Linked DNA regions of Mus musculus: all the other regions are linked to region 1. A link is a contact called in public HiChIP or PLAC-seq and promoter capture Hi-C data. All regions are on one chromosome and are shown on one strand. Each heading gives the region's core, a stretch centred on a gene start, on an enhancer-like site or on the middle of the called end of the contact. The rest is flanking DNA. Distances are from core to core; before and after follow the strand shown.

Region 1 (2,700 bases), core at 26-2,525:
CGCAGGCTCTTCACTTGTTGGTTTTTGTGTTTTGAGACAGGGTGTCCCTTTGTTGCCCAGATTGCCTTGAACTCAATTTGTGGCCTCAACTATTTATGTACGATAGTTCCCTCATCATTCCTCAACCTCTCTAGTGCTTAGCTTACGAGCTGTGCCACCACAGGAGCCAGGCTTCTTCGGGAGGAAAAGAAGAAGAAAAAAAAAAAAAAACAAGATCCAAAGTGAGGCTCTGGCTGTTTGTTCTAGAATGAATCTTCATAAATGTACTAAAGTTAATATGAATATTTCATTGGGTGTGGTGGCTTATGCCGGTCATCTCAGCACTAAGAAGGCTGAGGTAAGCAGCTACATATTGGAAACCTTGTCTCAAAAACTATTCATACACTTTGCTATAGAGTATCAATGTGTTTGTTTCGGATGTTGTCTCAGACCAGCTGAAAGGGTTGTGTAAATTCTCAGTCATGCGGTACCTCTGGTTTTCCTACAGTTAGCAAACACACACACAGACTCATATTCCTGTCAGTAGAACAAGGTTAAGGTCTTTTCCCCTTAGTCAGAGTTAATTTTCGTATTACAAATCTCAATATAGTTCTAAGAAATTGAGAATTTCAAACCCGTAACTCCAGGATTAGCGGGTAGAAAAGGTACTGAGCTTGGAATCAAGCCTGATGCTTGACTTCTACCAAGCTGTCAACTTCTGTGTCATTATCTCCAGGGCAATGCCTAGCAACAGCTCCTGGCCTTTAGTATGCCCTTCATAAATAAATATCGAATAAACTCAAATGAGGTGGTCTTTTATTCGCACGTTCTGATTCCGTTCTTCCTCTTAGTCCATCCGCAGTCAGGCGACAATAGTAGTCGATGGGGGAGAAGACCAGACATGATACAGCACAGAGCCGTAGGGATGTGAAGGGCCCTAAACTACTCAAGCTCTTCTTTCGATTGCCCTACAGGGAAGGTGGACCTTAGTCCTACCCTAGGATTGAACATCGATGGTCCCTCCCTTTAAAAGAGAAGCTGTGGGTCTCTCCATCTTCTTTGAACTGTCTTCTCCGACATCAACTCTCCCAACATAAAACCTTTAACCATGGAAGGCTACCAGCATCTCCAGCGGGGCGCAGAATCTGCGCTGGCCTGGAGCGCCAGCTAGTCCGCTAGCCCCCGCCCCCCGCTCTGGAGGACCGTGGGTGGACGCTCTGGCAGCACGCCTCTCGCTGGTCCGGGCGGAGGTGGGCGGAGCCAGCGCCACCCGGGCTGGGGAAGCCGAGGGTGGGGACACTCTGGCCCGGCTCTCGGTGGTGCGGGAGCAGCGGCCGCTCTGGTCGGCGGACGTGCTGCTGAGCAGTCCCGGAAGCGAAGCAGCGATGGCGGAGAGTCCGACTGAGGAGGCGGCGACGGCGACGGCTGGCGCCGGGGCGGCGGGCCCAGGGTCGAGTGGTGTTGCCGGTGTGGTCGGCGTTAGCGGGAGCGGCGGCGGGTTCGGGCCGCCTTTTCTGCCGGATGTGTGGGCGGCGGCGGCGGCGGCGGGCGGGGCCGGGGGACCGGGGAGCGGCCTGGCTCCGCTGCCAGGACTCCCGCCCTCGGCCGCTGCCCACGGGGCCGCGCTGCTTAGCCATTGGGACCCCACGCTCAGCTCGGACTGGGACGGCGAGCGAACCGCGCCACAGTGTCTACTTCGGATTAAGCGGTGAGCCGGGGGTTTTTCCTCCCTCACCCCGGAGCTCCAGGGCTCGACCTTCCCCGCCCCCCACCTTTCCCCATCGGGGCTCTCTCCCGCCTCACGTCTTCCAGGCCCAAACCCTGCGGGCCTCTCTACTGACGGGGGCCTTAAGTGTCGCCCTTTCCCTCCCTCCCGCCCTCTCAGCGCCCGGCCCTACAGCCCAAACAGATCCGCGATTGCCCTCGGGCCTACCCCGCCCCTTAGCGACCTCCGGTGAGCCCTGCAGCTCCGTTCCGGATGCCTTATCCCTACCCCCTCCCGTTCACCCGAAACCTGACCCTTTTGCTCTTCTGTAACGCTCGGTCCCGCCCTTCGCACTTCCCCTCTAACCTACCCCACCAGCTTACCTAAAGGCTGCCCTCAGGCCCCACCCATCAGTTCTCCATCTCTTCTGGAGTCCCCGCTTGGAACATCCTCTACCTGCATTGCCCAGTTGCAGACTCGAGTCAGTCTTCCTTTTTACCTTTCCTTACCTCGTTTCCCCACCATATGGCCCTTTCCACGGGTCTAGAGAGCCTCCCTGACTTTCCAGATCATTTCTTGAACCCCCTTTCCAATCACCCCAAAACTGTCCCTCACACCTGTCCCTGAAACTCTGCGTTCCTACCATCTCTCACTATCACTCTGGATTGTAACATCTTAGTCAAGAACTTTTTTCCTATTATTTACCCCCAAGGTTGTCTGGTTTACTTTTGTAAAGCAGATGTACTCCCTTCAAATACAGGAACAAAAGGCCTAGGGCCTGTCTGTGCTTGTGTCTTGGGTGACCGATCTTAGATCGTATCACTTCATAGATAAATATGTTTTGCAAAAGTGCTCACTTAGTATGGTACCAATTGCATGGCAAAAGATAAGACTGTTGAGCTATTAATTTTGAAACTTGTTTCCTGGTGACCAGACTTAGTCTTTTCATCTTAGCCTCTTATCTGGCTATTATCCCAAACATTCCAAGTCCCCTCAGGTGTCTGCCCGGCTACATA
Region 2 (2,700 bases), core at 178-2,677, 680 kb before region 1:
AACACATGACCTCGCAGCCAAGGCCAGGGAGGTGTGTAGGATCTGTGCACACCAGATGCTCTTGGTGATGGAAATGTGTGTGAAAAACTGTGTGCAGTGCAAGCAGAGGCCACAGAGAAATCATGGAGGGAGGGGTAAAGAGAAGCAGGTTTGTAAAGAGAGCCAGGAATGGAGCAGACAACTTACACTTCACCTACCAGAGAGAGGGGAAAGGCAAGGTAAACATTTACAGACGGGAGGAAACAAGGTGCCCGGTGCAGAATTCAGGAACAATAGAGGCAGCCCCATTTCAGAGCTGATAGAATTGTGATACCATGTGAGACGGGCATATTAATATGTATTCCATAAACTGTGCAGCTCGCAGCTCCGCCACTCTGTTTTGCTCTGACCGCAGTACCAGCCTCAGGCACCGCAACACAATTTGGAAACAATGTGACGGAAATGTTTAATCTGCTCGGCCCATCTGTGCTGCGTATTTCTCCAGATCTCCCTGAGAGAGGCGCCTTGAATCTCCACATTGCCTTTAATATTCTCCTAAATCACTTCCCCACTGCACTTCAAGGGCCATTGCTACAATATCACAGGTTCATCTAAAGTGCAATGGGGAGGGGGGTCGGGAGGGAGGCACAGGCTGGGAGATTTTTTATTTTAAAATAATTTCCAGAGATCGTCTTTTCTGCTTCCTTAAAAAAAAAAAAAAAAAAAAAAAAGAAGAAGAAGAAGAAGAAAAGTTATTCTATTGTTGCTGTAAGGTTATTGAGGTTGTTTGGTACAAAACAGGGTAGGACAGAGTGGAATCATTCTCCAAAGAATTATATTTATTAATCTCCATTCTCTCAATTGAGCGTGGGAGGGGTGAGCAGCTGCTTGTTTCTCATCTCTGTTTTGCACCTTGCTAGGGTGAGGTGCTCATTAGGGGCTGTGGCTCTCCGTTCTCATGGCATTGAATTTGGGCTTGGTAGTTCTCAGGGCTAACTCTGCTGCTTTGCAACAAACAAAGCAGTATACATTTAATCCCTGCCCAAGGTGCCCTAATCAGGAAAGGACACTTTACATTTTAAATTTGGGCAGAAACCCATAGGTTTTCTTTCCTTGTAGTGCAGATACTGAGTGTTGGATTCCTGCTGCATTTCCACACTTGATTTCGCCAAATTCAGCTATTTGGGACTAGAATGTGGGTTCGGTGAAAGAGGGGACAAGTCGCTGTGTTTTAGACCCTAGATGAATGGGAGAGAGTTGCACATCACCAAGAAAATTAGGATTCCTTTTGCTTTGTGAATTAAAGAAATGAATAATTTAATCCTCAAGATTGTTCCGGCGAGGGAAAGGCGAACGTCCCAGTTGCGGGGGCCCTACAGCCTGTCGGTGTGTTACATCATCTGCACACATAGGCGTTTCCATGACAACAGCTTATAGCTTCATTTCCTGGATCCCTCTAGGGGGTGTCACAGCCAGATCCACCTGCTTTTCACCCTACCCTCGGTGGGGTCATGGTAAGGTCGCCAGAATAAATGAACGCGGGTACTAATGATCTGTTTACTGCTGTTTATGCTTGGTGTGTGTCAGGGGCATGCACATTTAGAGAGCTCATTATGGCTGCAATTAGAATGCACCATCGCTAGATATTTAACTCCTTTTTCTTTTAAATTAGCATTTTAATAACATTCTTTGAGCAGAGAAACAAAATGACCATTTTTCACGGACAAACTTCTAGCTGTAGGTGCAACTTTAATGGCAAAGTTGCGAAGGGGAAAGAAGGGAGAGAGGGGGAAAAAGGCCATTTTTACTACTTTCACCCCGCCTCCCTACCAAAAGGATATTTTTATTTGCTTTCTAACACACTCAATTTCCTAAATTTGTTTTGAATCCAATTATTTTGGGTGGTTTAAAGTACCGTGCTCTTGTTGGACGGAAATTAGCAGCGATTGAAATTAACTTTTTATGTGACCTGTGAAAGGGGCTAAAATAATTACAAGTGTAGAAGAAATCCTCCTTCCAGGAGACCCTAGCTGTAGGACTGGGCTGTGAGACCATTCTCAGAACACCTTCATACTGCCACCACAAGGACTTTTTTTCTTTCTTTCTTTAAGAAGGTGACTGCTATGTTTGTCTTTAGAATTATCTTACAGAGCGTAAGTGGTGACAAACACGCCATTATACGCAGGATAAATAAGAATCAGATAGAAAGACAACAATAGCGGGGTATGAATTACCATTTTAAAAAGGTCAGATGGTGGGAGCCTCCAAGAGCAGGAGAGTTGGAGCAGAGATGAAGCAATGCCGACAGAGACGGACTTGGTCAGGGTATTCTGGAGGCATAGCTTTTTAGGGACCAGACGACACCTTCTCTAGGTGTTTACAGATGCTCTGCTTGTGTAAAGTGCAGTGAAAAATAACAATTTGAATGTTTCGATTATCTTTCCCAGTCCCTTCCATTTTCATTATTTATTTCCTATAAATCGGGACTTTGCTGAACATAATTCTGCAGACAAGGAGGTGGAGGGGACAGCTGATGTGAGCGTGGAGATAGATGGTGGGTGCGTGCAAGATAGATGCTATGCGTTTATGAAAAGGGAAGGCAACCGTGGTGAGCATCCACAGGGTAGAACAGGCAGGCATGAGAACATTTTATGGATGGAAAAGGTGTAAGGAAGACGGTGGGAACCGGCGCAGTGAGCCTACCCTCCCGGAATCCACGTC
Region 3 (2,700 bases), core at 51-2,550, 650 kb after region 1:
ATGGAAGAACTTACACACACACACACAATGAACCAAAAAGGTCCCACTAAGTAAAAGGGCTGAAATGAAGCTACTGATTGACAGCTTGATTTCTGTTTTGTTGTTACCTCAAGTCTGTGTGTGGCACTTATCCCTTCCTTAGCTACTCTGTAAAGGCAACTCAGAATTTTACTAAAGAGAAATTCCCACCTTAGTTTCTTTTTTAATGGACCTTTTAACAAATCCTTTTTAACAAGACTATCAAAATCCCCTGCCAGAATAACGAGTTGGACTTACTCCTAAACTTAGGGGAAGTTTGTAGTAAGGTTTCAGCATGACGACGGGAGTGGTGGAAAGGGAAGTAATACTAGAAGTAGAAGTAGCAGTTAAGTTTCAAAAAGAAGGGTCAGCGTGGGACACGTTGGCTCTAGGAGGCGTTGGTAGCCTGGGAGTCTCTAGGGCAACACCAGATGCAAATAGTGCTTTGTCCTTAAATCCCTCGCATAATTTAAATTCTCCCTCTCGGATCGGAGCGACAAGCTCACTATTGGGTGGCAAGTCTAGCGAAGAAGGCGGGCTCGTGGTCAAGGGGCTCTTTATCCCGCAGGTCCCTGCAAAACAGCAATGCGCATGCGTCCTGAAGCAGCGACCAGGCACCCGGAGCTCCTTCACATTCGAGCATGCGCAGTTCCCCATCTCGCCGCAGGCGACAGCTCACTATTTGGCAAGGGGGATGGGGTTGGGGATATGATGGTGAGGGAGGCAGGAGGCAGGGGGCGCGTTTGTGTTTCCAGAATGCTTGAGGTAGGAAGAACGGACGGCTGACTAGGCTCTGGCTTCCTCGGGCCAGGAAACCAACATAGGAAATGGGGCAGAGAATAGTACATTAGGAAAAGTGTGTGTTGTGGGGGAGGGTTTAGTCACTTCTCAAGGAAAAACCCCGCACCCCAACAGGCCAACCCCTTCTTCGACTCTTGACACACACATACACACACTCACCTGAGAACGGCGGCGACAGCTGCTGGTCCCTGTCCCCCTGCGCTCGCCTCATACTGCCCGCAACATCCGGGACCTGCGGGACCGCCGATACACAAATACACTCTTGGAGCGCGCACACACATACAAACACATACACACACATACACACACACACATACACACATACACACACACACACCACACACACACACACACCACACACACACACACCACACACACACACACACACACACATACACACACACACACACACACATACACACCGACACACACCGGCCTGGGCGTCCTGTCGTCAGCACGTCGACGCAGCGAGCGCGTACCCGCCGGGCCCCACCCCGCGCGGCCTCCTCCCCCCAGCTTCCCGCCCCGCCCCACCCCGCCTCGCCCCGCCCCGTCCTGCCCCGCCCCACCCCGTCCCGCTCAAGACTCTCCAGCTCCTCCTCTTTTAAGACTCCGCCTACCTTCCCTAGTGCGCAAGCGTCGCGAGGTGGTGCCAGGGCCCGGGAATTTGGGCGGAAGGCGGAGCCAGAGTGGAAAGAGGCGGGAACTCGGAGGGGGTCGCGTGCAGCGCGCAGAAGTTCGCGCTGAGGTGCGAGGCCAGAATGGAGGAAGGAAGCTGAGATCCAGGGACCGGGTGGGTGGAGCAGCAACAGGCATTTCGCAACTGAAACCTAGTTGTGCAGTTTGTGGATTACCGATGACTTAGCTCTTACTTTCTTTTTTAGGCAACTCTCAGCTAAAATACTTTTTAAAGAACTTTTAACATGTGTTTTAGTTTGTTTTATTTTTTGAAATAGGGTCTTGCTCTATAGGATTGGTTGACCTAGCACTCTCTTTGTTGACAGGCTGGCCTTAAATTCATAGAGATCCATGTCCAATAAGCCTAGCCTGCAAATGCTAACATTTATAAGGTACTTTGCTAGAGTACTGTGAGGCACACCTTTAACCCCAGAACTCGGGAGGCAGAGGCAGGAGAAGCTCTGTGAATTTAAGGCCAGCTTGGTCTACTTACTGAGTTCACAGTCAGCTAGAATTACAAGGTGATACCGCGTCTTGAAAACTAAATAAATTAGCATTTGACAACAATAACCAAAGAGCTGTTCTTTCTGGGAAAGGCAGAAGGGGTGTGTGTGTGTGTGTGTGTGTGTGTGAGAGAGAGAGAGAGAGAGAGAGAGAGAGAGAGAGAGAGAGAGAGAGACCCAATGGAGAGGAAGCTGATTCTGTGACAATTCCTTGGCTAAGCCATCCGGGTCCCCAGTCTGTCTCATGTCTTAGCTCCCATGGACCAAAAGTGATTCTGGAGTTGGGTAGAATTGTCTCAGAGCATCTTGGCCCTGGAAGAAAACAGTCATCTTTGTGTTACATTCTTCGATTACCTTAAACTTAAAAGAAAATATTTTATTACTGAATCAAGCTCTCAAAAGCAAAAGCAGACTGCCTCTTGCATACACATATCAAGCACACACCTAGCTCTGAGAGATCAACCCAGTGACCCTGTGGGTCATGAGGTAACAGGGTTGCAGCCTAATTGAGAGCTGCTTCCTGGCACCCTACTGCTTTCCAGGCCTTGGGACAGTCTCCAGGAGACTCTGCTCCTATCTCTTGCCACATGCTCCTTGGCACCCAGTGGCTGGTGAGCCTGTTCAGCAGGGAAGGCTGGCAGCCCAGGAACCAAGCCACTGGGTTTGGAAAGAACCCCGACAGTGCCGGGAGGCTTTCCAC
Region 4 (2,700 bases), core at 71-2,570, 800 kb after region 1:
CTTCACCAACTGAGCTGCATCCCTAACCTCTCAATTCTAAGAACTTCCAGGGACCTCACATGGCTAAGCACCATACACCAAACTGAGCAGTGTCCTTTCCATCCTGGGACTGTGGGGACACAGGTTCCTGTTACCCTCCAGTTCAATCTTCCCTGACTACCAGTGGTTCCCCGAGGAGGTACTGGGAGCTCCAAGGTCAGGGTCTTCACGCAGGTCAGGGATACTGGATCTCAGAGTAGGGTTGGGGCTCCAACTTTAAGATTTCTTCCAGGCTGGTAACATGGCTTAGTGGTTAAGAGCACTGACTGCTCTTCCAGAGGTCCTGAGTTCAATTTCCAGCAATCACATAGTAGCTCACAACCACCTATAATGGGATCTTCTGGTGTGTCTGAAGACAGCAACAGTGTATTCATATACATAAAATAAATAATTCCTTAAAAACTGTTTCTTCCCAGTAACAGTATGCAGGAGGGTGGTAGACGCTACCATTGTCAAACACCAGTGTTTGTCAGGAGGCAAAGGCAGTTAGTTCCTTGTATGAGGCAAAATAGCAATCCTGTTCCAGTTGGTCACTTGAAAAGAAATTCTGGAAAACAATCTCCAATTCAAATATACATAGAACCAGAACCTAGCTAAAGTAGAAGCTGTGCTTTTGAGGCAATTCACTTTAAAGAAGCTCTGTGACCTCTCTGTACCTCGGTTTTCTTATCTGTGAAATGGGATAGCAATGACATTTTCCCCATGAGGTTGAAATAGGCTACTTTTCATAAGGCAGTTAGGACAGTACCAGGAACACAGTAGGTGCTAACTAAATGTTTCCATCTATACAGCACACATTGTTGCTCTCACGTGTATAAGCCAAACGCTCCCCTGGTAGTTGGACAGATCAAGGCTTGACCCTCCCCATCCAGCAGAGTTGGCCAGTCTGTCTTGCCATTAAAGTGCTTAGGAGAATGCACTCTGCTATCCTGGCTGCCTTAGAAGGAATCTCCCAGCCTTCCATCATGGGTCACCATCTCAGAAAGGTACCTTCAGGTTCACGGTCACCCAGGACTCTGCCTCTGCACCAAAAGCCAGTTCCTCTCTGTCTCCTGCTGTAGTGCACACTGATGGCCCGATCAGGAGAAGCAGGGCAAGGAGAGGCAACATGGTGAGCAGGTGCCTCTCTGTCCAGGGAGCCCCACTCAGCCTGATGCCACCTCCTCCAGCAGGCTCCGGTCCCCACGGGGCCACTTGTATGTGGCTGAGATGTGTCCTAGACTCTCTGCTTCCTTCCTATGCCTCACCCCACCTTTGCACTGCTTCATGGGACAGCCTCTCTCCTTGGCTGATAGAGCCAGTGACATCAGGAGCCTAGACCTCCCCATTGCCACCCCAACATTTGATCCCAAGGCTTAACACTGATGCAATACCAGCCTTCCCTTTGGCAGAGTTCCCTCCTGTGACAGGTGCACAATGGCACAGTATGTGGGACCTGGAGGTTACAGCTTGCCAGGGATGACAACCCCCATGGGAAGAGAGAGGGCGGTATGGTGCTTCCTTCCTGCACTTCCTGTCTGTCACTGCTGATCGGCCACTCCCACCCCATCTCTTCTTTCTCTGTACTCTTCCCATCCTCTCTCTCCATCAGTGCTGAGAACACACTGCCTGCCCTGGAAAGTGCCAGCCCTAAAAAAAAAACAAAAACGAGGCTTCTTACAAGTGGAAAATGAGATTTGCCAGAAAAATGGCTTCCGAACCCCAATGTCAGCTACTGACCCACAGTGATTTTCCACTTTTTCCGTGGCCTTCTAACACGGAACCACACTTGTCCCTTCTGCTTGTAGCCTGTGTGCTTCCATATCACACTCTTCTACAAACTACAAACTCATTCTCTGTTCAGCTCCTCCCTCTCGGCCTGGCCATCCGTTCATCCATCCTGTCAACTGTAGCATCATCGTTGAATAGCTATGTGATCCTCTGGCTATTACTTAACCCCTCTATGCCCTAGGACCAAAGGCTGGGGACAAATAAGATAGTGCACATGGGACATTCAGCACAGAGTGGGATGTCTATATTTAATGTCCATTAACTATTGTTAATGTTATTTTTTTTCTTGAGATAAGAGTTTCTCTGTGTAGTCATGGCTGTCCAGGAACTTGCTTTGTAGACAAGGCTGGCCTGGAACTCAGAGATTTACCTGTCTCCCAAGTGCTAGGCTAGTGTCCCCATGCTTGTCTGGCTAACTATTGTTATTATTACTATTATTGGGACTGGATGGGAAGATGAAGAAGACACTGTGTCTAACCTCAACGCCAGAAACCTGTGGTGCGCTGCAATAGGGGTTGTTTCAGAATACTAGGACATGCTAAAATGCAGATTCCCTGGTTCAGGCCAGGCTGAACATCTTTTACAGATGTGCAAACAGGCAGGTCAGACTCGCTATAGGCTAGCCTGAGGATCCCAGCATGGGCTCTGGAATAGGAGGTAGCCTTCCCACCATAGGCACAGATAGATTAACTTTAGTCTGTGAGGAGTCTCTCCTCCTCTCTCCTCTCTCCGCTACAGGAGGGAAGTTTAGTGATGGGGCCATAATTTGGACCTCCACACTCTGCCCTGACTCTCTTGAATTACACCCACCCTGGTGTATATTTTTCTTGATGGCACCTGACTTTAAAGAGATGTGTTTGAGGAAGTTTGAGAAAAGGAGAGGAACCCAGA
Region 5 (2,700 bases), core at 197-2,696, 960 kb before region 1:
CCCTGTCTTGAAAAACCAAAAAACAAACAAACAAAAGTTGTACTGAACTATGTGTGGTGGCACACAGGCAGGAGGATCTCTGTGAATTCAAGGCCATCCTGGTCTACAGAGCAAATTCCTGGACAGCCAAGGCTACACAGAGAAACCCTGTCTCAAAACAAAAAGTACTGAAAAAAAAATTAAAGCACTCTAGGCCAAGGGAGGTCCTTTATCAGACTAGGAAGATATAAGACTGCAGCCGCCTTAGAAAGGCCTCAAGGGCAAGGCCAACAGAGACAAGCCCAATAGACTCAGGCTAGGTGGGAGGAAGTGGGGCACTGAAGAGCAGCTCTCTACCTGAGCAGGTCCATACCCAGCAGGGCTTCCCCCTGCCCCACAGGCTCTTTGGTCCACACTGCTTCGTTTCCAATGCAGACACCAAGCTCGTTGGCCCCCATCTCAGCTCCCCACAGCCAAGAGGGGCGGCTCAGAATCACAGCGTGTGTCTTCCCCACCTGTTCCACCTCGATATAGGTACACTGGAGGTAAAGAAGAGAGAGGAAGAATTCAGTGAAAAAAAAAAAAAGACCCAGAACTTACACTGCCCGGACCCTTTGTCAGCCACTTTAAATGGCCCTGAGAAAGGTCTTATTCTCAGGTCACACATAAGTAAACCGAGTTAGCAGAAGCTAACTCCACTCAAGGGTCCAGGTTGGTGGACTGGAACTCCGTACTCGTTCCACTCCATCTGCTCCCGTCCCAGGAGCAAGAAAACGAAGGTCTGGGAATAACGTCTCAACCTTCCAGCTCCTTCTAAGTCCTAACCCACCTGAAGCCGGCTCCCAGGGACGTGAGTGCCTGCTGGTATAAACACCACCTCCTGCACCTCATCTCGGGGCCGGTCTGAGTTCTTTGCAAAGATTACAGCTGGGATGGCTGAGGCCGGGGGCACAGAGACAAAACAGTCGCAGGAACAAGGGGCATCGGGGCTCGACGACGCCATCTGCGAAGAAGTGGAGATGTTCATGTCCCTCAAACCTCTCCACAGTCTTGGCCACCGGTGGGGTGCAGGGCACTCTCCTCCCCACGTGTGCACTCTGAGAAGCCTGACGCTCTGGGACAACAGCACTGTTGTCAAAGCGTGGTGTGCACTAACAATGCACTTGGCTTGGAGTCAGGCGACAGAGCAAACTCTGCAAGTTAAGAGCGTCTGTTTTGGAGTCCTAGCCCTTCCAGGCTGACTTACAGGGTAGTTTCTAGGCACTAAAGCTGGCTCCAAGAATCCCACGCTCCTGCGCATGCCCACATTCACGCGCCTCTTCCGTCCACCCCTTTCCAAGTCCTCAGTGCCTCGGTCTCTCACCCTCTCTGCATCCAAGACCCCCAGGCTCGGTTCCGGGCGCCACTTCCTCCTCTTCAGGTCAGATCTGTTCCCCTGGACCCAGGTTCTCTGGTAGGTGACCTGGAAGGCCTTTGTCCCCGGGGGCGGGGCCGGCACCGGCACAGGACACCTGCAATGTCACCGTCTTCCACGAGGGTGCGCGCTAGCTAGCACCACTTCTTAGAGCTGAGAGACCTTTCAAATCCTGCTTAAGAGTCCCGGGCTTTCTCTACAGCCTTATCAGATAAGAGTCATTAACAGGAGGTGGAGCTGAAGGAGAAAAGAAGCCCTAGTGAAAAGAAAGAATGCATAAAGTAGCCAACACTGCTGGGAGTTCTAGAGATTAAGGGAAAACTTTCACTACCTGCTTCCTGACTTGAATTTCATAAATTACGGTATTGTTTATTTTATTACTGTTTTTGTGTTTTGTTTTTTAGAGACAGGGTTTCTTTGTGTAGCTCTGGTTGTCATGAAACTTGCTCTGTAGAATAGCTTAACCTCAAACTCACAGAGATCCGCCTGCCTCTGCCTCCCAAGTGCTGGGATTAAAGGCGTGCACCACCACCGCCTGGCACTTATTTTACTAATTTTTAAAATTTGTATTTTTATAGGCTAGAGAGATAACTGGGTGCTTCAAAGCTGCCGTTGAGGAGAACATGGGTTCGAGTATCAGCTCACAGCTGTTTGTAATTCGTTTCAGTGAACCTGATGCTCTCTCTGGTCTCCATGGACTCCAGACACACATGTGATGCTCAGGCAGGCACACATACAGGCAAAACATCAAAACGCATAAAATAAGTTTTTTTTCTAAATTTTGTAAATATGTGTGTGGGGATTACATGTAGGGGAAGGCATGTGCCCACAGAAGCCAGAAGAGGGTGATCTATCCCTTGAAGCTGAAATCACAGATGGTTGTGAGCTGCCTGGCATGGGTGGTGGGAACCAAACTCAGGTCTTCTGCAAGATCAATCGTCACTCTGAACTTCTGAACCATCCTTCTGGTCCCTTTTTTATTTTTTTTATTAAAGATTTATTTATTGTATATGAGTACACTGTAGCTGTCTTCAGACACAGCAGAAGAGGACATCGGATCTCATTACAGATGGTTGTGAGCCACCATATGGTTGCTGGGATTTGAACTCAGGACCTCTGGGAGAACAGTTGGTGCTCTTAACGTTGAGCCATCTCTCCAGCCTCCCCTTTTTTATTTTCAACCTTAGATGCCATATCTTTTGAGCTGTGCACCTCGTTTTGTTGTCATTGTTGTACATATTTTACAACTTTGAGAGACTATCTGTGTGTATACATACATGTGTGCAAGTGCACACCACCATGTAGGT
Region 6 (2,700 bases), core at 13-2,512, 720 kb before region 1:
GCCCCCAGGCTTACGCACAAAGAACAGATCTCTTTCATTGGATGAGTCTTGCCTTACACGTGTTCTTCCACAGCCTCCCAACTCACACTGAAGACCCATTACAAGGCACAAAGTGGCCTTTTCACCCTTTCTTGACTCCCCTGGTGGCCAGGCAAGGCTTTAAACTCCTGATCGTCCTGTTTCCGCTCCCAAGGGCTACATGAATGCCATCAAGCCCAGCCCGAATTTATAAGGTACAGAGGATTGAATTCAGGCCTGTGCAGTGGGCTAGGCAAACATTCTACCAACTAAGTTACATCCCCAGGGACCCTTTATTTTCTTCCACATTTGACCAGTCACTCTAGACTTCTACCCTACCTATCCCAGCAACTCCACTTTTAGACAAGGTCAAGAAAATGCCTGACCCCCCACCCCCACCCCTAGACGGATTCAACAAATCTCTTCCCCGCTAGCACACCGTGAGCTGCCCAAATCCTCCTGTTCAAGTTTATTGGAAGTTACTTCTTCTTAACTCTGGCAAGAGAAACTTCTCTGATAGTGGCAACTGGACCCAATATCCTCAGGTTACTTTTTCTCTCTTTCCTCCAAGTGCTACGGGGGTTGCTTGCGATTGCCACCGTGTCCGCTTTCTCAGGTTACATTTCTAAACCTCGAGAGTACGAAGTCGTGGTCCCTGCCACGCACACCCAAAAGCACCTGTCCCCCTTATGGACGTCCCAAAGTTTTCTTTCTCCCGCCCAACTCTAGAGTCCCTCACTCGGGTCAAACGCTCTTGGTCCAGTTCTTGAAAAGCTAACCCTCCGCTGGCTCCGCTCATCGCGAACCACTCGGCTCCCGGGCTCTGGATTCGCTGCCCCGCCCTCTCCACACTCCCGCAACCCGCGAGCTCTGCGCGGGAAGCGGACCCGGCGGGCGCTGGGCCGGGGCGCGCCCCCCATTCCTCGGTCTCCGCTCTTCCGTTAGCGGCCCGCGCTGGTCCGCGGCCTCCCGCCGTTGCCGCGTCCCCTCCCCCCACACACCCCGCCTCCAGCCCGCCTCTTCACCTCGTAGCAGCGCCCGAGAGTCCGAGAGGAATCGGTGCCGCGCTACTCGCGCGTTGCGTCGGGCGGTCCGAGGGGAGTAGCGCGCCCAGAGGAGCAAAGAGCCGTGTGGCCACAAGTCGACCGTCCCGCTGAAGCGGCGTACCGCAGGCCCCGCTAACGGCCCTCCCCTCAGCCGAACAAAAGAGCCTCTCACTCTGCGCGGCCCGCCGCCTGCACTGCGCAGACGCGACGACCCGCCGCAGGGCACCTTGGGATTAAGAGTCGGCCAGAAACTACAGATCCCAAAGTACCGCGCGAATCCCGCGCCGCCCACCTCCACTTTCAAGGATTGTAGGGAGTTTTCGTAGTTTTGTTTTCTTTTTTGACTGGAAAGGCGAAGTCGACTGTTACTTAGAACATAACTCTACAGTCTAGGAAATTGATGGGTAGTGGTGGGGTTTGTTTGTTTAATAACAGGATACGCAGCCCAGGTGGCTTCGAACTCGTGGCCTTTCTTTTTGCTTCAAATGTCAAAGTGCTGGATTCCAGGCGCGTGCTGGTATTCCTTACTCAGTCTACAAAAGTAGGACACTGCAGGTTTGGAAACTAGCCCGTTGATGTTTGGTCCGTTTGCGTTTAAAAGAAAAATATTGTATTCGTCACCTGAGATTTATCAAATCACCTTCAATAATGTCCAGCAATCTTACCTATTATTGCCACCTGACTGGGGTTCCTACCTCTCAGTTTGAATCACTGCTCCATTCAGAAAGCAGTAGATTAACCGTCTAGGTAGACACCATCGACACTTTCTGAATTTGCTTTTTTTCTTTCCCCTTCCTTCCCTCTCTATTCTTGTTTTATTTTTGGTTGTTGGTTCTGTTGAGTGGACAGGGTCTCAAGGAAGTCTGATCTACCTGTTTTCACTTCCCAAATGCCGAGTATTACAAACACAGACCACCACATTCAAAGTTTTCCCTTTATTGCCCTTGCCGGTGGGTGACTTTCATGGGGATTTCTCCATCTCTGTGAACATCCTTTATCAAGTTAGTCTAAAGAAACGGAATTAAGCAAAAACCACGGCTGGGCTGTCATTCTTTAACACGGGTGCTACTCTGATTCAGGTAGGTTGCTGCTAATTGTTGAACTAGGAACTCCAGTAAGGACAGACGCTTCATATGACTCATTGTGTCCACGACACTCAGGATCCTTGGTGTTTGTTTCTAGCAAGGACAAGGTCATTTTGGTTGTTTGTTTGTTTGGTTGGTTGGTTGGTTTGTTTTTGTTTGTTTTTTTGAGACAGGGTTTCTCTCAAAACTCAGTTTGTAGACCAGGCTGGCCTCAAACTCAGAAATCGGCCTGCCTCTGCCTCGAGTGCTGGGATTAAAGTTGTGCGCCACCACGCCCGGCCACAAGGTCACGTTTTGACTCTCAGTATTTATTGGTAAAAATTCCTTGAATATGTGATTAAGTGAATAACTGAGATGTCCAACTGATAATAGAACTGATCAAACTTTCCAAGGCCAGATTCAAGCCTCTTAATCCTAGTACCCGGGATTGAGACAGGAGGATTGCTGGGAGTTTAAGAGCACTTTAGCACTTAGGAGGCAGAGGCAGGAGAATTTCTGAGTTCAAGACCAGCCTGTTCTACAGAGTGAGTTCCAGGAGAGCCAGGGCTACA
Region 7 (2,700 bases), core at 48-2,547, 780 kb before region 1:
CCAATCGCACCTGATTCTACTACATTATTATGCTAAGTCCTTCGTGTTTACCTAGCTGAAATACACATAGGCGACTTTGTCTACTCGGATTAGGAACTCAGATCCCTAGGACGCAGGCTCAACTATCCACTGATCCCTTTGGTGGAGCGTCCCACGCCAAGGATGCAGCTGGCCAGGACAAGGACAAGGAGAAGACTCGCCAGGGAACATGAGAAAGAAACCGAAGGGATCCCCACTCACGCACCCAGCCCCTCGCTGTTAGACTGATAAAGCATAGTGTGGACAAAGTGACCTCTAGAGAATCTAAGCTGGGCTGTTCTGCCACCCAAAATGCAGAGTTTCTCCTATAGGTGGAGTTAAAAGGGCTGGGTGGGGACCGCTTGTCTTGGACATATGGCACTGTCTTCGAGGTTCCAGCGGGGAGGGGTTACCTTGGCCAGCAGCCTTCGCCCGTCATTATCTAAGATGAAGACAGCCTTGATGGTGTAGAGAGAAGGTTCCTGAAAGTGACAAGGGAAAGGAACCCCTGACTCAAAGTGGACACCGAGTCAGGGCTCTATGGAGCCAGCTAATCCCCAACCCATAGCTGGTTCCAGCCCAACCCCGTGCCACATGGACCATTTCCGGTGCCCACTCCACTCCCAGACAGATGTTTCACTGCAGGTCCGAGGAGTGGGCGCTGAGTCCGCTGGGTGCAGAAGGTCCTACCGGGCCCAAGTTCTGTCATGCACTGACTGCTCCAGAGCCCGAGTCGGAGTGTATCACAGAACCTAGGCCCGGGGAACAGCGGCGACGAGCCTCCTTATGTCCAGCTGACCCCCAGTTCCAGATGCGCGCGGCCATCATTCTGGAGCAAGGGAACCCAACCAGACCACCTCGCCACTCCCACTCCTCCCTCGTCCCGCCAGAATCTCGCTTCCATCCCGGCCACCCAAGTCGGTTATAACTGCGGCGAGTTCCCCAGAACTTCAGCCCCTCCTGCGACACTCCACTCAGGCAAGGCCTCCTCGCCCGTGCGCTCCAGGACAAACTTTTTCTCCCCTTCCTGGGCCCGGGCTCCCTCTCCGGGGCTGGGCAGTGGTGGCACAAAGTTCCCAGCTTAGAAGCCCGAGGTAAATCAGTTGCCCCCGACCACCGATCCTGCTGCCCCTGGACCCCACACTCCGTGCTCCCTACCCGCTGTTCCGTGGCTCGGGTGGGCGGCGCTGCGCCCCCGGCTTGGGCGGCTGAGGCCCCCTCCCCCGGGTGCGGACGTGGCCAGGCCTCCGGCCGCTGCATTCCGCTCGCTGCCTGCACTGACAGCGCCGCCCCGCCCCGTGCCCGCCCCCCGCGACGCCGCCCCTCCGCCCAGTCCTGCGTGGCTGGCCTCTGTGTGCGTCCTCTCTCTCTGGGCGAGCTTTCTGCCCGACCCCCACGTCGTTGCAGAACCTCGTCTCCCTACTTGGATTCTTCCCTCTGGGCTCCTCTGTGCACCTCCCAGTCTTTCAGGTGAACCAGAGCCTACTCTTTTCTTCCCACTTACTGCCTCTTCTGGCCTAGGGCGCCTGTGGCTTTGGTGCACAGAGGTCTCCATGTGGCTGTTCTGGGACAGCCCAAATTTCAGTTTAGGTTCACTTTGTCCTCAGGACCTCCTAGTAGGTATCATTGGAACAAATAGTTCAAGTCACTTTTTTAAAAAAGAACTCTCTCTCTCTCTCTCTTTTTTTTTTTTTTTTGGTTTTTCGAGTCAAGGTTTCTCTATACAGCCCTGGCTGTCCTGGAACTCACTTTGTAGACCAAGCTGGCCTCGAACTCAGAAATCCGCCTCCCTCTGCCTCCCGAGTGCTGAAGAACTCTCTTTTTTTTAATTTTTGAGATTTTTTTTTTTTTTTTAATGTGAGTACACTGTCGCTGTCTTCAGACACACCAGAAGAGGGCATCAGATCCCATTATAGATAGTTGTGAGCCACCATGTGGTTGCTGGGAATAGAATTCAGGACCTCTGGAAGAGCAGCCAGGGCTCTTAACCACTGAGCCATCTCTCCAGCTCCTCAAGTCACCTTTTTGATCTCAAGACAGAGCCTGTCAGTGAGACCTCTCCACTCGGAAGAGTTCCCCGCTTCCCCTCATAGTACCTGGGGAAAAGAACCATGGGCTGAAGGACACCTCCGCCAGACATTTTTCAAGACCCAGAGGTGGATGAAGCCAGTAGGGTCACAACACACCTGAAGTCCAGCTTGAGCCTGTGGACTAACCCGGCCAGAGTATGACCACATACAGTGAGGTAGTTACTGGTGCTTGGGCAGCCAGCCATTCACAACACTGACAGATGTGTCTTATACTCGAGCCAGCGCTCTCATTGTATGTCAGAAGTCACCGTGCCTAGGGAGGTGTTTTCAGACATACCCATTGAGAGGAGTCAGACTTCGTGTGACCTTTTCAAGCTGGTTGGGCTAATTAGTTGGGTAGGAGGGTTCCACGGGTTTTCCCATTCTGCCCTTGACAGCCTCAGTGTAGAACATCACAGTCGCTCACACCAGACTTCCTTCTGCTTAAGACTTCTCTTTCCAACTTTCACCTTTTTTTGTTTTTTAACAATTACTCTTACTGATCCTTTTGTTTACGCTTTTATTTTACTTAGTAATTATTGATGAGGGGAGGGTGTGACACAGGGCTCACGTGGCGATCAGAGGACAGCTTAAAGGAGTCACTTCTCTCCAT

Evidence for each region. Promoter capture Hi-C pulls out the DNA fragments that hold promoters and counts their contacts. HiChIP or PLAC-seq counts read pairs in DNA pulled down with a chosen protein or histone mark. Capture Hi-C pulls out chosen DNA fragments and counts their contacts.
Region 2: a contact with region 1 is called in a promoter capture Hi-C map of hippocampal neurons, with 4 times the contacts expected there. The contact joins the enhancer-like site here to the promoter of Ube2z in region 1. A contact is called at or near these places in 2 of 39 promoter capture datasets (the C10 cell line and hippocampal neurons), 3 of 115 datasets of contacts at active chromatin or transcription factors (bone marrow-derived macrophages, embryonic forebrain and neural tube) and 1 of 9 other capture datasets (adipose tissue).
Region 3: a promoter capture Hi-C map of erythroid cells shows a contact between it and region 1, with 8 times the contacts expected there. The contact joins the promoter of Spop here to the promoter of Ube2z in region 1. A contact is called at or near these places in 3 of 39 promoter capture datasets (the C10 cell line, erythroid cells and pre-B cells) and 2 of 115 datasets of contacts at active chromatin or transcription factors (bone marrow-derived macrophages and memory CD8 T cells).
Region 4: a promoter capture Hi-C map of adipose tissue shows a contact between it and region 1, with 2.2 times the contacts expected there. The contact joins the promoter of Tac4 here to the promoter of Ube2z in region 1. A contact is called at or near these places in 1 of 39 promoter capture datasets (pre-B cells), 4 of 115 datasets of contacts at active chromatin or transcription factors (astrocytes, bone marrow-derived macrophages, large pre-B cells and 1 more) and 1 of 9 other capture datasets (adipose tissue).
Region 5: a contact with region 1 is called in a promoter capture Hi-C map of adipose tissue, with 4 times the contacts expected there. The contact joins the promoter of Scrn2 here to the promoter of Ube2z in region 1. A contact is called at or near these places in 1 of 484 Hi-C or Micro-C datasets (B cells), 3 of 115 datasets of contacts at active chromatin or transcription factors (astrocytes, embryonic forebrain and microglia) and 1 of 9 other capture datasets (adipose tissue).
Region 6: a contact with region 1 is called in an HNF4G HiChIP or PLAC-seq map of pancreatic cancer cells. The contact joins the promoter of Cbx1 here to the promoter of Ube2z in region 1. A contact is called at or near these places in 4 of 39 promoter capture datasets (the 3T3-L1 cell line, the C10 cell line, the HPC-7 cell line and 1 more), 7 of 115 datasets of contacts at active chromatin or transcription factors (cardiomyocytes, embryonic stem cells, large pre-B cells and 2 more) and 2 of 9 other capture datasets (adipose tissue and macrophages).
Region 7: a contact with region 1 is called in a promoter capture Hi-C map of adipose tissue, with 2.5 times the contacts expected there. The contact joins the promoter of Copz2 here to the promoter of Ube2z in region 1. A contact is called at or near these places in 6 of 39 promoter capture datasets (the 3T3-L1 cell line, the C10 cell line, hippocampal neurons and 2 more), 1 of 484 Hi-C or Micro-C datasets (cortical neurons), 5 of 115 datasets of contacts at active chromatin or transcription factors (astrocytes, bone marrow-derived macrophages, embryonic forebrain and 2 more) and 2 of 9 other capture datasets (adipose tissue and pancreatic islet).

The regions. Positions count from the first base shown.
Region 1 is chr11:96,063,939-96,066,638 of GRCm38.p6, reverse strand. Ube2z (ubiquitin-conjugating enzyme E2Z) reads left to right here and starts at 1,275. Exons shown (of 7, transcript NM_172300.3): 1 at 1,275-1,687. The coding sequence starts at 1,365.
Region 2 is chr11:96,740,943-96,743,642 of GRCm38.p6, reverse strand. The region is part of intron 10 of Skap1 (src family associated phosphoprotein 1); the gene reads right to left. Among named protein-coding and RNA genes, the nearest start is that of Snx11, 35 kb to the left of the region's middle. Within about 2 kb of position 1,427, at least 18 of the 459 cell types and tissues checked have an H3K27ac peak or open chromatin away from gene starts, as enhancers often do. A contact at or near this core is called in hippocampal neurons, where this site is marked.
Region 3 is chr11:95,412,683-95,415,382 of GRCm38.p6, reverse strand. It overlaps Spop (speckle-type BTB/POZ protein), which reads right to left and starts at 1,300. Exons shown (of 10, transcript NM_001359107.1): 1 at 979-1,300.
Region 4 is chr11:95,260,149-95,262,848 of GRCm38.p6, reverse strand. Tac4 (tachykinin 4) reads right to left here and starts at 1,320. Exons shown (of 4, transcript NM_053093.2): 1 at 1,030-1,320. The coding sequence starts at 1,149.
Region 5 is chr11:97,028,698-97,031,397 of GRCm38.p6, reverse strand. It overlaps Scrn2 (secernin 2), which reads right to left and starts at 1,446. Exons shown (of 8, transcript NM_146027.2): 1 at 1,343-1,446; 2 at 809-982; 3 at 337-518. The coding sequence starts at 982.
Region 6 is chr11:96,787,697-96,790,396 of GRCm38.p6, reverse strand. It overlaps Cbx1 (chromobox 1), which reads right to left and starts at 1,262. Exons shown (of 5, transcript NM_001362560.1): 1 at 1,044-1,262.
Region 7 is chr11:96,848,473-96,851,172 of GRCm38.p6, reverse strand. Copz2 (coatomer protein complex, subunit zeta 2) reads right to left here and starts at 1,297. Exons shown (of 9, transcript NM_019877.2): 1 at 1,177-1,297; 2 at 432-500. The coding sequence starts at 1,278. It overlaps Mir152 (microRNA 152), which reads right to left and starts at 780; the gene lies at 708-780.